Linked DNA regions of Macaca mulatta: region 1 is linked to region 2. A link is a contact called in public Hi-C data. All regions are on one chromosome and are shown on one strand. The core of a region is the stretch at or near the end of the contact, and the rest is flanking DNA. Distances in the headings are between cores, read along the strand shown. Region 1 has its middle 30 kb from the start of PLA2G2C. Region 2 holds the start of CAMK2N1 (calcium/calmodulin dependent protein kinase II inhibitor 1).

What was found. Hi-C and Micro-C count contacts between places; a contact is called where the count stands out from the background.
Region 1: a Hi-C map of fetal cortex germinal zone shows a contact between it and region 2, with 9 times the contacts expected there. The contact joins the enhancer-like site here to the promoter of CAMK2N1 in region 2. A contact is called at or near these places in 9 of 14 Hi-C or Micro-C datasets (CD4 T cells, blood, fetal cortex germinal zone and 5 more).

The regions. Positions count from the first base shown.
Region 1 is chr1:220,754,983-220,758,159 of T2T-MMU8v2.0, reverse strand. No RefSeq gene overlaps it. Among named protein-coding and RNA genes, the nearest start is that of PLA2G2C, 30 kb to the left of the region's middle. Within about 2 kb of position 1,604, at least 2 of the 40 cell types and tissues checked have an H3K27ac peak or open chromatin away from gene starts, as enhancers often do.
Region 2 is chr1:220,486,003-220,489,087 of T2T-MMU8v2.0, reverse strand. CAMK2N1 (calcium/calmodulin dependent protein kinase II inhibitor 1) reads right to left here and starts at 1,662. Exons shown (of 2, transcript NM_001260527.1): 1 at 1,491-1,662; 2 at 1-27. The coding sequence starts at 1,656.

The DNA.
Region 1 (3,177 bases), core at 355-2,854, 270 kb before region 2:
AGTAAGAAAGAAGGAATCATCCCCCAATTCTCAATATTAAGGAAGAAGGAGAAATATCTCTCAAGCACTAAGACTTCGCCTTCCAACTCCTACCTGGCAAGAAGCTATGGCACCAACCACCACAATCACACAGGTTTATGCACACCATTAACTGCCCCTGTCCTTCCACAAACTCAGGGATAACCTTCACTGGTCTATGAAAATCTAGAGAATCCAAAACAGCTCCTTTTTCCAGGGTAGTGCTACCTGTTCAACCACCCACACATCACGCAGCCTCTAGGTGCTGAGCCTTCCTGAGAAGCCGCAGGAGTGATGTCAATTAACTCACGCCAGGAAAGAGACAGGCAAGTCACTTCAAGATCAGATATATTTTTTGCTACGCAAAGAGGTTCAGAAATCACTTTACAACACACTATTTGTGTTTTAAGTACCTACAGAACAAGTCAAGATCAGTGCTAATGTTTAATGAAAACAAATACAAAATAAACGACTATTGTATCTTTGCTCAGAGAAACCTTGCAGATACCAGTAACGAGACATGGCGGGGCGATAATTAAAATGCGGACTTTGCTTTCATGCCATTACCGGGTCAGCATGGGCACGACTTGCTTAAAATCCTTCCCGATGATGGCATTTACTTGATACTTCTCTGCAAGATTATATGAAAACATTCCATGCAACCCTGGATTCCAGGACAAAAGAGGTACATTTTAATGAAGCTTTATCACATAGTCATCTATTTATACCCTGCCTTGAGTCAGAAGGGACTTAGGTAGCCAATAACGACAACAATAATAATAGAAACAGTTGCCATATGTGGGGAACTATTATATGTCAGACACTGCATATGAGGTGGTTTATTTACATTAGCCTGTAATTTTACAGAAATCCCCCCAGGAGAGATGGCATTAGAGAGGCAGCAGATGCAGAGGTTAAGAACTCAGGCCCTAAAGTCTATTTGACTTTGATCCTGACCCCACTACCTACTAGCTATGAGACATCAGCAAGTTACCTAACCTCTCTGGGTCTCAGTGCATTATCTGTACAATATAATACAGATATTAGTAACCACCTCATAAGATTGAGGATTAAACGAGATCAGCCATGTACAGTGTTGAGAACAGTGCCTGGCACATAGGGAGGGCTCAATTAACATTAGTACAGTGGCAGAGACTTCTGATGGTCACCTCTACCCCATGTGCTCTTCTAAACTTCCAATCTAGGAGTGAGGCAAAGCCATGTGATCAGTTTTAGTCAATGAAATGTGAGTGGAGGTGACATGTGTCATTTCTGGACACAACATCTAACAGCCAGTGCGTGGCCTTTTTAGTGCTCTCTTCCCTGCCTCAGTGACCCCAGAAGTTGCCTATTGGTGGCAACGCCAGATGGAAGATAACTGAATCCCAGGGTCACCAGATGGGGCATGGTCCCGGTGATGCACATCAGATTTTTCTTGAGCGAAAAATCAATTTTTGCTGTATTAAGCTCCTGATGTTTCCAGACTTATTTTTTCTGCAGCATAGTATACCCTAGCTCTGGCTAGCACAGATACTGGATAAAAATTGCCCTTTCTGCACTCCTCTGAGTGTCCTCTGGGTGTCTCTGTTTAGCCCTTTAGAAGTTCTCACTCCCGTAGTTTCTTGTTCACCTGTCTGTATGTAGTGGAGCTGAGGTAGCATCTCCTATCTTTCTCTCCTGGCCCACTGCTATAGTGTTCTAATTTTTTTTTTTTTTTTTTTTTTTTTTTTTTTTTTTTTTTTTTTGAGGCAAGGTCTGGCTCTGTCACGCAGGCTGTAGTGCAGTGGCATGATCACAGCTCACTGCAGCCTCAAACTCCTGGGCTCAAGTAATCCCCTCCCACCTCAGCCTCCTGAGTAGGTGGGACTGCAGGTGTGTGCCACCATGCCTGGCCAATATTTTTATTATTTTATTTTATTTGTGGAGATGCAGTCCTGCTATGTTGCCCAGGCTGGTCTCAAACTCCTGGGCTCAAGCAATCCTCTCTCCTCAGCCTCCCAAAGTTCTCAGATCACAGGCGTGAGCCACTGCACCCAGTCTATGTGATTCTTACTACCTTCTTTTTACACTTAAAGAAGCAAAGGTTTAACTAGCCAAAAGGAGCACCTCCATTCAAACTCAGCTATGGGCCAGGTGCAGTCCCAGCGCTTTTGGAGGCTAAGGTGGGAAGATCACTTGAGGCCAGGAGTTCAAGACAAGCCTCGACAACACAGTGAGACGCCATCTCTACAAAAAAGTAAAACAAATTAGCCGGGCATGGTGGTACATGCCTGCAGTCCCAGCTACTTGGGAGGGAGAGGTGGGAGGATAACTTGAGCCCAGGAGTTTGAGGTTGTAATGAGATGTGATCACACCACTGCACTCCAGCCTGGAGCAAGATGCCATTTCTAAAACAGAAAACAAAAAACAAATCCAGCTATTTCACTCTAAAAGTAGCATCATCACATTCATACTTGCCTTTTCTTGAATCCCTGCAAACTCTTGGGTGCTATGGGAAAAAATTAATCCTCAGTTAAGCACTGGTTAAAAAAATATATCAGTGATGGTAACTGTTGGAGAATATGAGTATTTGACTCCTCTGAATCTGGATTGTGACCATCTTGACAAACAACATCAGAGAAATGGGAGGGAGTGAAGCTTAGAATTCTTGTATCAACTTGAGGGGAGCATACCCCGAACCCTAAATTGAAAGTGATCATAGATGGGCTAGTATGCTAGAGACACCAGGTGACATGGAAACCCCAGGAAGCAGAAGCGGGAAGTGGGTGAGGGAAAGGTCTCACAGAAGAGGGCTAGGATAGTCTGGCTGTTATAATACAAGGGACCAAGGAAAGTGTCAGATGCACTGATCAGTCAGGGAATTCAGGAAGCATGAGAGTCACAGCCCACCTTCTCTGGCTGCCAATATTCTTCTGTCTACCCTGTCTCCAGTCTAATCTGTAAGAATTCAGGGTTCCCCCACTTTTCATAGAGGTCTTCAGCAGGAATCATGCGATCTATTAAACCAAAAAGCTCCTCTAGAACATCCTTCATCCTAAACAACAAGGCAAGGGAATTACCTTCTCAAATACTAGGCTAACTCACTGTTTTGCCTTAGTTTCCTCTTGGTGAGGTAGTGGACTACACACCATTTTTACAGTCCCTGCCAATCCTAATCAA
Region 2 (3,085 bases), core at 413-2,912:
CATCAATCCTATCATCTTCAATAACAACTGCAAAAAAAGGGGGGAAAAGAGAGGTGAGCGCACTTGGGCCTAGCCAGAGGTCTCTGACATTTCCCGTTTTGCCCAGAGTGGGAGGTCGGGAGAGGAGAGGGGGAGGGAGCAGGGCTCACTGCGCGGTGAAACAGCTCCATCCTCCTCCGCCCCTGCCAGGGGTCCCTTCCCTGCTTTCCTCTGAACCACCCCAACATCCCCTATCCTCCAGCCTGCGTCCCAGCTCCATTCTGAGAAAAGGAAACAGAGAGGGCGCCAATCCAGCCGCTCCTGCTGCAGCCGGGGCGCGCACTGGCGGAGTTCTCCCCGCACCAGGTGCACTAATTTAGACAGAAATGTCTGGAGCTGTGATAGGAGAGAGAGCCAAAGTCTTTGGGTCTCGGGACCCCCGGGGAGTCCCGAGCGCAGCTCCGCTGGGCAAGGCTAGGTGTGGAGATGCGCGGAGCCAAGAGGGGACGCCAAAGCCGGTTCCCACGACGCGCAGCGGGTGGGAGTTAGGGCCTGGCCTGGGCGGGCGCCCCCTCCTGCGCGCCCTCTCCAAATCGCCGGCCGACGGACTCCGCCGCCCGCGCTCCCCGCTGCGGCAGGGACACTCGCGGTAACTTCCGCCTCTCTCACCGTCTCCACCTAGCCTCGTCTTTCTCAGTCCCTCCATCAGTCCCTCGGCGCGACGGCCGCCGATCGAGGTCTCTGGGTCTCCCTGTCTAAGGCGTCGGTCGCCTTTATTGTTTCGGCGGCTTCTGCTTTCTCCCCATACGCGCGTCCTCGGCTCTGTCTCTCCCGCTTCAGCTCCCCTCTCGGGAGCTTTGTCTCGGTTTCTGCCACCCTCGGTCTCCCGCGTACCCCCTCCCCTCCATCCCTGCGTCTCAGTCTCTCTTGGCAGACGTCGGTCCCCCTCATTGTCCCCGCGCCTCTGGAGCTCCTCTCGGAGCCTCTCTGCCTCTCCGCCTCTCTGGGGCTTTTCCAGCTCTCGCGCGGATCGCCCAGGCCTGGCAAACCCCCACCCAGGCCAAGTAACAATGAAAACCCCGTGAGACCCAAACGCCCTAGCCTTCCCTGCAGGAATGGGATCCTCCCCACGCAGGTCCCCACGCCGTCCCCTGGGGGACCCTGGGACCCCCTCCCCCCAGGGTTGTGGAGAGAGCGCAGCTGCGACTACACTGCGCAAAAGGCGGGGGTGGGGGGCGCAAATCAAAAAGCAAACTTTGCCGCGGGTGAGGACCCCCAGCTGCAGCTAGAAGCCGCCACGCCCCCGGGGTGACCCAGCCGGGGATCGGGCTTAGGAGGACGCGTTCCTGGAACCCGCTTCAGCCGGACCCGCAGTGCGGGATCCCCCAATTCTGCAGGAGGGGATTCCGTCGGGTCTGAACCGGTTCCAGCGGGTGGGAGACCTCCGCAACCCTTGTTCAGGCCGCCGCGCGGGAAAAAGGGGATGTCAGGGAAGGGGGCCGAGAACTCACCCCGCTTGCTCCGGCCGATCTGGCCCAGCTTGGGCGGCCGCTTGTTCTGCCCGGCGCCGAAGAAGTTGTTGGTGTCCTGCAGGCGGCAGGAGAAGATCTGGCCCACGTCGCCGCCGTCGCCGTAGGGGCTCAGCTTCTCGTCGCCGTAGGGCAGCACCTCCGACATGGTCGCGTCCGGGGGCTCCGCCGCGGCGCCTCCTCCGCCCGCGTCCCCGCCCGCGGCGGACAGGGTCAGCGGCGCTGGGGCCGGGGGCGGCCGGCCGGGGACGGCCCGCGGGCTGCTGCGGCGGTGGCGCCGGCGAGAGGCCGGGGGACGCCGCTAGGGCAAGAGCGCGGCACCCGCGCGAGCGGCCCGGAGAGCGCCCGCGGCTGCGCTGCGCTGCGCTCCGGCTCCGCGCGCGAGTGGCTGCTGCTCCGCCAGAGGCGAGCAGGACTCACATCCTCGGCGCGCTGGGGCTCTGGGCGGGGGCCGGGCCGGGCGGGGCCGCGAGCCGGGAGGGAGGAGGCGTCCCTGCGAGCCCAGAGGGCGCGGGACCGAGGAGGGCGCACCCCGGGAGCCGGGCGGGCCGGTCCTGCGGCGAGTGCGGGCGGCGGCGCCGGTTCGGGGAGGCAGACTGGGAGCTGCGAGCCGCGGGGCTGCGAGGGGCGGAGGGGGAGGGGAGGGAGAGAGGAGGGAGGGCACCGGGGGAGGAAACCCAGAGGGAGGGTGGGGGAGAGAAACCGAGAGGGAGACGGGGAGAAAAACAGGGACTGAAAGACAGGGAGGCAGGGGAAACGGTGGAAGGAGACAGAGGAGAGGGGGAGAGGAAGGAGAGGAGGAGAAAGAAGAAAAGGTGGTGGGGGACGAGCTAGAACGGAGAGACAGGGGAAAGATGAGAGGAGGAGGGAAAGGATCGGGAGGGAGAGGAAGAGGGTCGGAGAGGGAAGGAAGGGAGAAAGACAGAGGGGGGAGAGGGAGGCAGGGATAGAGGAGGCAGCGAGCTGCGAGGAGAAATGCCGGCCGCGGCGCCGAGGCGAGGCGCGGGGAGGAGGGCGGGAGGAGGCGGGGAGGAGGGGACCCGCGGGCCTCGGGGAGAGATCCCTGCGAGCGGAGCGACGTCACGGGGCCGCGCCGGCCGGCCCGGGCAGCCGCTAGCTTCCTGCCCCCGCCCCCAGCCCCCGCCGTCCCGCTCGCGGGTGTTTACGGGGCCCGGAGCTGGTGCGCGCCCGCCCCGCAGCCGGCTCTGCATCCTGAGGGGACCTCGGGGGGAGTGGGGGTTGCGGGAGCCGGAAGGGGAGCGGACCCACGACGCACACGCGGGGAAGGGCGGAAGCATGCTGACCTCCCTGGGGGCAGATGCTGCGGGGCAAAGATCGGAGGGCTCCAGGGCGACCCACGAACACAGCCTCCCCCGCCAGCTGCAAACCAGGGAGCCCCTCCTCCCCACCGCACTTGCTACCCAATTCAGACCCCGAGGGCCCAGCCACTGGGGCCTCACACTCTTCTCCCGCCCTGGCTCAGTCCGACCTGGAAGGCCTCACTCCCCACCGCCCCCGCCCAACGGCGCTGGACTCCGGCTCCCGCGGGGCCTCCAGGAGGAGGAGGGGGAGAGAGA